Regions from separate parts of the Mus musculus genome. Here all the other regions are linked to region 2. A link is a contact called in public HiChIP or PLAC-seq and promoter capture Hi-C data. All regions are on one chromosome and are shown on one strand. The core of a region is the stretch at or near the end of the contact, and the rest is flanking DNA. Distances in the headings are between cores, read along the strand shown.

The links. Promoter capture Hi-C pulls out the DNA fragments that hold promoters and counts their contacts. HiChIP or PLAC-seq counts read pairs in DNA pulled down with a chosen protein or histone mark.
Region 1: a promoter capture Hi-C map of macrophages shows a contact between it and region 2, with 5 read pairs. The contact joins the enhancer-like site here to the promoter of Rasa1 in region 2. A contact is called at or near these places in 1 of 39 promoter capture datasets (macrophages), 7 of 484 Hi-C or Micro-C datasets (CD8 T cells, Th17 cells, cortical neurons and 4 more), 2 of 115 datasets of contacts at active chromatin or transcription factors (CD8 T cells and bone marrow-derived macrophages) and 1 of 9 other capture datasets (adipose tissue).
Region 3: a contact with region 2 is called in an H3K4me3 HiChIP or PLAC-seq map of bone marrow-derived macrophages, with 2.8 times the contacts expected there. The contact joins the enhancer-like site here to the promoter of Rasa1 in region 2. A contact is called at or near these places in 1 of 39 promoter capture datasets (macrophages), 2 of 484 Hi-C or Micro-C datasets (CD4 T cells and Th17 cells), 2 of 115 datasets of contacts at active chromatin or transcription factors (CD8 T cells and bone marrow-derived macrophages) and 2 of 9 other capture datasets (adipose tissue and pancreatic islet).

Annotation. Positions count from the first base shown.
Region 1 is chr13:85,358,535-85,361,234 of GRCm38.p6, forward strand. No RefSeq gene overlaps it. Among named protein-coding and RNA genes, the nearest start is that of Rasa1, 70 kb to the left of the region's middle. Within about 2 kb of position 1,262, at least 41 of the 459 cell types and tissues checked have an H3K27ac peak or open chromatin away from gene starts, as enhancers often do. A contact at or near this core is called in CD8 T cells, bone marrow-derived macrophages, embryonic fibroblasts and 1 more, where this site is marked.
Region 2 is chr13:85,288,179-85,290,878 of GRCm38.p6, forward strand. It overlaps Rasa1 (RAS p21 protein activator 1), which reads right to left and starts at 1,308. Exons shown (of 25, transcript NM_145452.3): 1 at 218-1,308. The coding sequence starts at 729.
Region 3 is chr13:85,375,499-85,378,198 of GRCm38.p6, forward strand. No RefSeq gene overlaps it. Among named protein-coding and RNA genes, the nearest start is that of Rasa1, 87 kb to the left of the region's middle. Within about 2 kb of position 1,308, at least 21 of the 459 cell types and tissues checked have an H3K27ac peak or open chromatin away from gene starts, as enhancers often do. A contact at or near this core is called in bone marrow-derived macrophages, where this site is marked.

The DNA.
Region 1 (2,700 bases), core at 12-2,511, 70 kb after region 2:
ACATGAAGGGTGGACAGATTTATAATACCCCTGCCTCTTCATTGCAATGTGACATTCACAGATACCTTCTACATGGTTTTCCAGAGAGTTCTCAACAGGACTGAGTGTGTTTCCACAGCAGGAATCAATTATTAAGTACCCTTTTTTATTCTCTTCCTTTATTAACTCATTTCCTCATACTTAGCTTGCCAAAGAGATTACTTATATCTAAACACCCATGTCACAGTGGTTTTTCTTAAATGGAATGTAATCTAAGGGTTTATACTATATATGGTTTCTGAAAGCCCAGGGTGTGGAGGTGGTGGTGGTAGTGTGTGTGTGTCTGTAAAACTCTAGATTTTCTGAAACTTAACATTACATTATATATGAAAATAAAGTAATTTTTTTAAGTTTTACATAGATTTTAATTATTAGTTATGAGAGGAATACTTTACAGGACAAGGTATATTACATTCATTTCGACAAGATACACAATGAAGGCACTATGGCATGTAGGCACTGATATAAGTATGGAGATATGTGAGGCCTTCAAGGAGGAGGTGATATTAGATCAGTTGTTTGGAAGATATCAAGAATTATTGCAAGTGAAGATAAATGAAATGTTGTTTTCAGTCAATGACAAACCAACGATAACGTAAGAGAGGTGTGAAGGAATGTGGATTATTCAAAGAAAAGAACACTGTTTCCTGAGCTCAAGAATGTCTGAAGTAAGAGAGCAGAAAGCAAAGTGGATCTGAGTTAGTCAGTGACAGTCTGAGCATTTGCGGAAGCCCTGGTCAGAGCGGGGGAAGGAAGAATGTTTCAGACCTGCACATGCTAAACTATTTTTTTCTCATGTGACTTCTAAAAAAAAAAGCCTCTCACCCACGCATCATCAGTCACTTCCTTAGCCATCATTATTTTGAAGGTATGACTCACTGATAGAGCGTTCTCTGAAACCCAAGACATTTTAGAATTTGTGTATATTTTCTTATGTTCACTGAATAGGACAAGATTGCCTGGGTCCTCAAAGTTTGTTCCTATCTTATGATGTCCATCTTATTATAATTCATTTCTTTGAGACTTCCACTTTAAGGTATGGTGTGTGTTCCTTGTGCCCTGGAGGGAACTGTGACTGTTTCTGTCTCATATAAAGAAACGTAGGAACAAGGGGGTGGGGGGAAAGCATGGATTCCAAAACAATGCTCACATGGGTTCAAGAACTGAGCAAGCACTGCTCTGGAAACCAGGACTTTAGGACTCTAGCTCTGGATCTCCCCCACCTGGTTTGATGAACCTTGGTGAGTGACTGAAGTTTTCACCATCTGTATTTCAGTAAAGATATGAGTTGGACCATCTCCCAGATTTCTACTAGTCATAGCTACTTGTGTTGAAATCAGTATCAGAGGATAAAACTGAATATTCTTGTGCCCAATACTAAAATTTAGCAAAAAGATTTGAAAATTTATATTCCTTTCTGAAAAAAACGTAATTCAAACACCACTGTTACTAGTTCCTATAAGGTATCCATTTTTGATTTCATGTAAGTTCCATTAATTAAAAATACATAATCATACGCATATAAAATAATTTTCTAAAATACATTTGCTGTCACTGGACCTTGGAGTATGTTTCACAGGCTGCTGGAAAGATGATAACATTTCATTATGATTTGTTTCATAACTACAGGACTGTACTCGCCACTGAAATGCAGATTTTAGAGATGACAGATAATAGCCCATTTTGAGAGTTAGTATTCCTTAAGGCATTGTTATAACATAAAACAAGAGGATCAAAGAATTGCCTCTTCCTTCAGCCATACATCATACACTCTGAATAAACAACAGCTAAAAGATCCAGTTGCATGGCTTCATTTCTACATCATTTACTCTCATGTGTTACAAATTAGTGCTGTTGCTTCATATTTTATGCTGGAAAATATGTTAGATTGTTCAATGAGTGATTGATCTTCCCCACATAATCATGATAGGACTTTTTAGATGTAGGGAAGGAGACTAGTTAAATACAGGTGCTATGGGGGGGGGGAAGAGGGATAGAAAGTTATTATCTTAGAGGGAAATAAATGTGAAAGTGATAGCTTGAGACCTACTGAGCTCAGAGGCAGTAAGAGATGAGGAAATGTGCCCAAGGGTAGCTCATAACTGAGAGCACTGCGTGCATTCTCCTCCTCACAATAACTCTCTTTTATTTAGAAATCTGAAGTGGAGTATCGTCTAGGGAGCTGAGGGGAAAAGGTAACTATTTTTGAAAAATCCTATTAGACTTTAGAAATCTTCAGCTTGCTTTTTTACTTTCTTGACAACAAACAGTTCTGGAAAATACAATATAAACTATACTTGGAACATAGTATTACAATGTCACAGTAACTGCCTTTATTTTTTTTCTAAATAATACATTTATAAAATGTGTCCAAGGTACCTGTTAGTGCACCATACTAGATTTGCCAATGTAAAGGTCTGAGAATTGGTTTTGATGAGAAGTGATGAGGACAATTCCAAACAGGAGCAATAAAGAGAATAGTCATCCAAGAACAGGCACCCATGGGAACTTGCTGCAAGACAAGTGCCCTAATACAGGATTTATTTAAACAATTTATATAATCTTCACAAATGTAAATAGAATTGTTATATTACAGTGGATAGAAGTCAAGTTCATTAAAGTTAACATGACCAGACATTAATAATTGTTAATATCAATGAT
Region 2 (2,700 bases), core at 58-2,557:
GTCTTCCCAAAAGAGCAATAAACATACGAAGACGCCAGGAAGAGTGCCTGTAGGGGAAAATGACTGATCAAATTAAATCCCTATATATGGAACCTGAAACTTCAAAACTTGTCAAACAAATCACAGCGGCAGGAGCACGGTATGTGTCGTTGCCCCTTCTTTCCCACTTCTTACACGGAGCCAGCTTCCACAATCCCTCAACAGCAGTTTGACTTACTGGTTAGTGGGAGGTGCGGTCAGCGGTATGGCCACCTCTTCCTCTTCGTATTCTGGTCCATCCAGGGAGTCACCTTCATCCACGGTCCCCAAACCGGAGCCCAAAGGGGGCAGCTGAGGAGGCGGCGGCAGAGGAGGGAATCCGCCGCCCGGCCCGAGCGTCTCAGCAGGCAAAGACAGAGTCCCCTTGGTGAAAGCGACGTCTCCCGCAGGTCCGGCGGCCGCAGCACCAGCCACGCCAGCAGCAGCACTGCCGGTCAGCGCGGCGCCCCCCAAGACACCGGCCACCGGCCCGGTCCCCAGGAACCCGGACCCCGACGCGGCTCCGCCACCGAGGGCCGCAACCAAGTCGGCGTCCGCCAGCCCGGGACACGGGGCGGCTGCCACCGGCAGGGCCGCGGGTAACTTGACCCGGCACGCTGCCGAGTAGGCGCTGGAGCCCGTGGCCGCGCCGCCGCCGGGGCCCGCCGTCGCAGGGCCGCCTTCCTCACTGCCCGCCTCGGCCGCCATCATGTTGAAGCCCGCTCTCCTCTAGCTACCCTGCCGCCCGGGAGCCCCGGGGGCCAGCAGGCCCGGGCTGCGAGCCGCCCCACCCAGGCGCGTCCCCCTTCAGCTCTCCAGGCAGAGGAAACAACAACAAAAGGAGAGCGCCCGCCGCCGCGCCCCCTCCCCGGGCCACAGCCCCAAGCTCCGCGGCTGCTGGCTGGCTTACGGGAAGCGACGCGGGCAAAAAACCCAGCGCCTGCAGAAACGCTAGGCAAACCTCGCCGCGCACACCCACACTCACGCGCACACATGCACAGGGGCGCCAAACTTCCTGGCTACGCTAAAGAGGAAGGGAAGCCCGCTGCAGCGGCTGAGGCAGCGCCGCCTCGGCCGCCGCCGCCGCCGCGCCTCAACGCCCGGGTTCCGGCCGCCCCCACCGCAGCCACCAGTGGGGCTGCCTATGCCAGAGCCACCGTAGCCTCATCTCCGCCGGCTGGAGTCGGGAGCAGTGGGCGGGGCCGAGGAAGGGGGCGGGCCCGCAGAGCCCGACTCCGCTGCGGGCTACCTGCGGCTCTCCGGAGCGAAACCCGGGAGAGAAAGAAGGGCGGGGCCGGGAAGAAGGGAGGGGCGGAGCGGGGGCTTCTGCGCAGGCGCCTTCCGGGAGCGCGTCCGGACAGAGGAGAAGGAAAAGCAGCCTGGGCAGGAAGCGGCGGGCGCGCGCGGAGGCGTGGCACAGCTTCCCACTGAAGGGTGCGGGACGTGTGGTGCGGCCGTCCCTCCACGCCACCGGGCTCGGTGCAGGCCTACCTCTCACGGCTTTGTTTACAGGGAGAGAAGGAAGATAGCTCATCTCCAGGCCCGAGGGACTGGAGGGACGAGGGGGCGATGAGAAGGAAAGGATGACGCCAGGAAGTCCATTCACTGCTTTGTAACTTGTAGAAAAATGGCCTTAGCTGCCCGTACAGTCGGCAACAAAAATCAAAACAGTATTCATAGTTTATTCCTTTCCGTCGCATGCTATAAATCACCGTATAACTTAGGTGAAATAATTTAAGCCTAGATCCTTGGACCTGAGAAAACAACGGTTGAAAGAAGCCATGGAGAGTATGAAGGTAGAAGTCAATGCTACCATTATATACATAAGTTCTCTTCACCGAATGTCTCCCTCACATGTTTGGCTGTCAGAGAAGGAATGTAGTATTTAGAGGAAAAGTGCCACCGAAGTCATAAACCAATATATTTTGTCCTAGTTTGTATGCAAAAATCTGCAACACATACCAAAGACACACTACATGTCTAAACTTTGACAGATCAATGTCACCCTTTATGAACCCTAGGAAAAAGTTTTATTTCCCGTACTTGTGTGTATATATAAATTCATAAACACATACTCAACTGTTAGAATTATCTTTTCATGTTCCCTGGGGATAGGTTCCAGGGGCCTGTTGAGTTACAAAATTATTATCTTAAATAATTTGGGCACATTTTCCCATTTACACAGTAAATCATCTCTAGCTTATCCACAACTCTTAATATAATCTAAATATCATTTATTTTGTTATTATTAGAATAATGACAAAAATTTATGCAGGTGGAATTTTTTCCAGATATTTTTGTATGTGGCACCCTTGAATCTATAGTTTGCTAATATGAAAGCAGATAGTATATAAGCAGCCATTCATATAGAGAGATCATGCTGGTTGCTTGAAATTTATCCGTGTTAGAAATTTGCCCTTTAGGGTTCATGTACTGTACTAGCTTTTCTGTTCTCCCTGGAAAGTGTCACATTGAATGCAACTGATTATTGATAATACTTTCTCTATTAAGTTTGACCAAGCTAACTTGCTGAGAATAGCAAGAGGCTGAGATAGAATACCAGGGAAAGAGGGAAGGAGTACCATTAAGGGAAATGACAAAGTACAGACAGGACATTTCCATATTCCTGTATACCCAATCTATAACAATCAAACTGATTTCAACAGTAGTAGTGCTTGCCTC
Region 3 (2,700 bases), core at 58-2,557, 87 kb after region 2:
TCTATATACAAAAAAAAAAAAATCCTTCTGTTTATCCCTTGTCTCTTTTCTTCTCTCTCCTTTGTCTTCTTTCCCCTGTCTTTGTCCCTCTGAGGAAAATACATCCACCTGTGTGCTAAGAACTTGGTCTTGGTGTGTCCTGTACAGATTCTGAGACTGGTGGGAACTCTTGGATCAGGTCGTCTGGATTATGGAAAGCGTTTCTCAAACAATGTCAAAGACAAGGACTTCTATCCAAATTCTGTCCTCCACATGTGTGCCATGGCATCCAGTGGCCATTCACACACAAACATGAAAATCAGTCTCCCTTTCTCTTATGAAGGGTGGGTGGGAAGAGAAAGAGGGACAAGATAAAACACAAAAATAATATACAGCAGAAATTTATTCTTGAACTTACTGAAATACAAGTCATAGATTTAGGTAGAGAGTTTTAAGAAAGATCGTGTTTTCTGAGTGCCTCCTTTCTGGATGATTCTGACTCATCTTTTTCAATCATAAACATCTCTCTCATGTTTCCAAACATGCCAGGAAAGCTGTACCTTGGGGCTTTGGAACTAGATTTCCCTCTCACAGAAGACTGCTCACAAGATAATTATGGAGGCAATTATCTCATCCTCTTAAGTCTTTGCTCAAAACCTATCTTCTTTTCTAGACAAGACCCTATCATTATAGGATGTAACGAGCTTCCTACTTCCCAAATAACAATCCTTGAAGCCTTCTGTCCCCTGTACTTCTTCTATTCCTTTTCCCATGGCTCTTCTGATCTTGGGCTATAATAGTGAATTTTAGTTTTTTTCTTTTCTTTTTTTTCAAAATGTTTTGTATGTGATCTACTACCTCCTCTGTCACTCTCCTTCTTCCTCATATGAATTGCTAATCTCTGGAAAGCAATCTTGTTGTTCCTGTAATGAATCGCTCTTAAGAAGCCTAGCAAGTAAAATGTTCAAACAAGACTGAAATAGTATTTGTTAAGTGAACAAATTAAGACTTACGCAACCCACAGGTGCCTGGAAGTATGTACTAGCTAAGGAAGTCAACAGAGAAATTTTCTAATTCATCTGCCTAAACTTTATGTGGGAGGCACAGAAACAGGAAGTCAAACAGACTGAGCGTTTGTTTTGCTTCCTGGGAGAACTATTTAGAAATTAGTCCTTTTGCTTTCCAGTTCATAGTGTTTCCTGAGGTTAGCATCTTGCATTTGGATGGTGTTTTGGATATTTTCTCAATGATATATGAGTATGAGTCAGGTTGTATCTTACATAAATTCCTACCTTATAACAGAATAAGAGCTTCCAGGGGCAAAAGCTTGCCACTATTTCACAAGAGGTATGACATTCCAGAATGGTATCTGGATTCCTCTACTTCATGTGGTCCATCTCTCCAGGGAAAACAGAAGCAACATGTCAATGAGTTGTGTGTGTGCCTCAAGATCAGAGAACAAGAACAAGAACAAGAGGAGATGGTTAGGGACAAAAGTTGTGATTGACATTCTCATGACCTATATTTAGTGTTCCTTATTCAAATCTGGTTTCAAAAACTTAAAATGGAGTCTAATGTATATTTCACAGTTCTCACTCATGCCTTGACATGAATTTAACCTTTTTAAGTGGCACTATTATCACATTCTCTGTTTCTCTTCATGTAATCTATTTTCTCTATGAAAAATCATCAACACTAACATTTTGTCATTATTTTCCAACAGCTCTTAGCTCTCCAGCTACAAATTTTCAGTATGAGAAGCCTCCTTTCCCCCCTGTAATCATGTGGTTATCAGATACTTATTTTGGGGACCCACAGCTGTTAACTGTAAAACTATTCTTTTAAGCTTCAATCTTCAATCATTGAGTTATTTTATTTCTATTTTTTCCCCTAGCAGCTGTTCTGTTGATTATCTGAAAAATTTTTTCTTCCATGCTTAAAATTAAAATAGCATGTACAAAATAAAAAGATTATATATGAAAAAGGGTGAAGGTATCATAAGAATGCAAATACTGTGCTCCAAGGTACTGCGGTGCATGAATCCTCTCTGCACATGCACACATTTGCAATGCATTTATATATACACCTATATATAAATAATTAATGTTTATGACTATTAATATTTCATGAATGATATAAAACACATTGAGAACATCCTGTGTGTTAGCTGTTGACAATGCTAAACCAGATTGCCATCATCCCTATTATGCAGACAAGGAACTGAGGTTTAGGAAAGTAAAGCTATCAGGTCCAGTTCTCTGCATTGAGTAGAGTGAATAGCAGATATCAGACTGGAATGAGTTCTGTCCTAAGATCAAAACACTTGTCTTCGCTTCCTTCTCTTATCATTTTTATTTTCTGAGTTATTTCAGACTTAGAAAACATTTATTGAGAAAATGAAAACTTACATCATCTACCTTACAGGATAAGATTTGATAAATTATAATTGGATGCCTGATTATGGCCAACCCATTCTCTCCTTCTCCTGAGTCCAGAAATTGCATTTACCATTCACATTATTTACATGTATATGCATCTCAAAAAGGCACATTGTGTTATTCTGTACTTTTCTGAATTGTGTAACTGTTGAGAAAAATTCACATTGCACCTAGTTTTTACAGCTGTACAATGCTCCTGGGGACTCAGGACAGTTTTTGAAGCCCTGTATGATGGGAACCGTTCAGGGTATTTGTGACTACTAGCCCTAGTTTTAAATTGGAC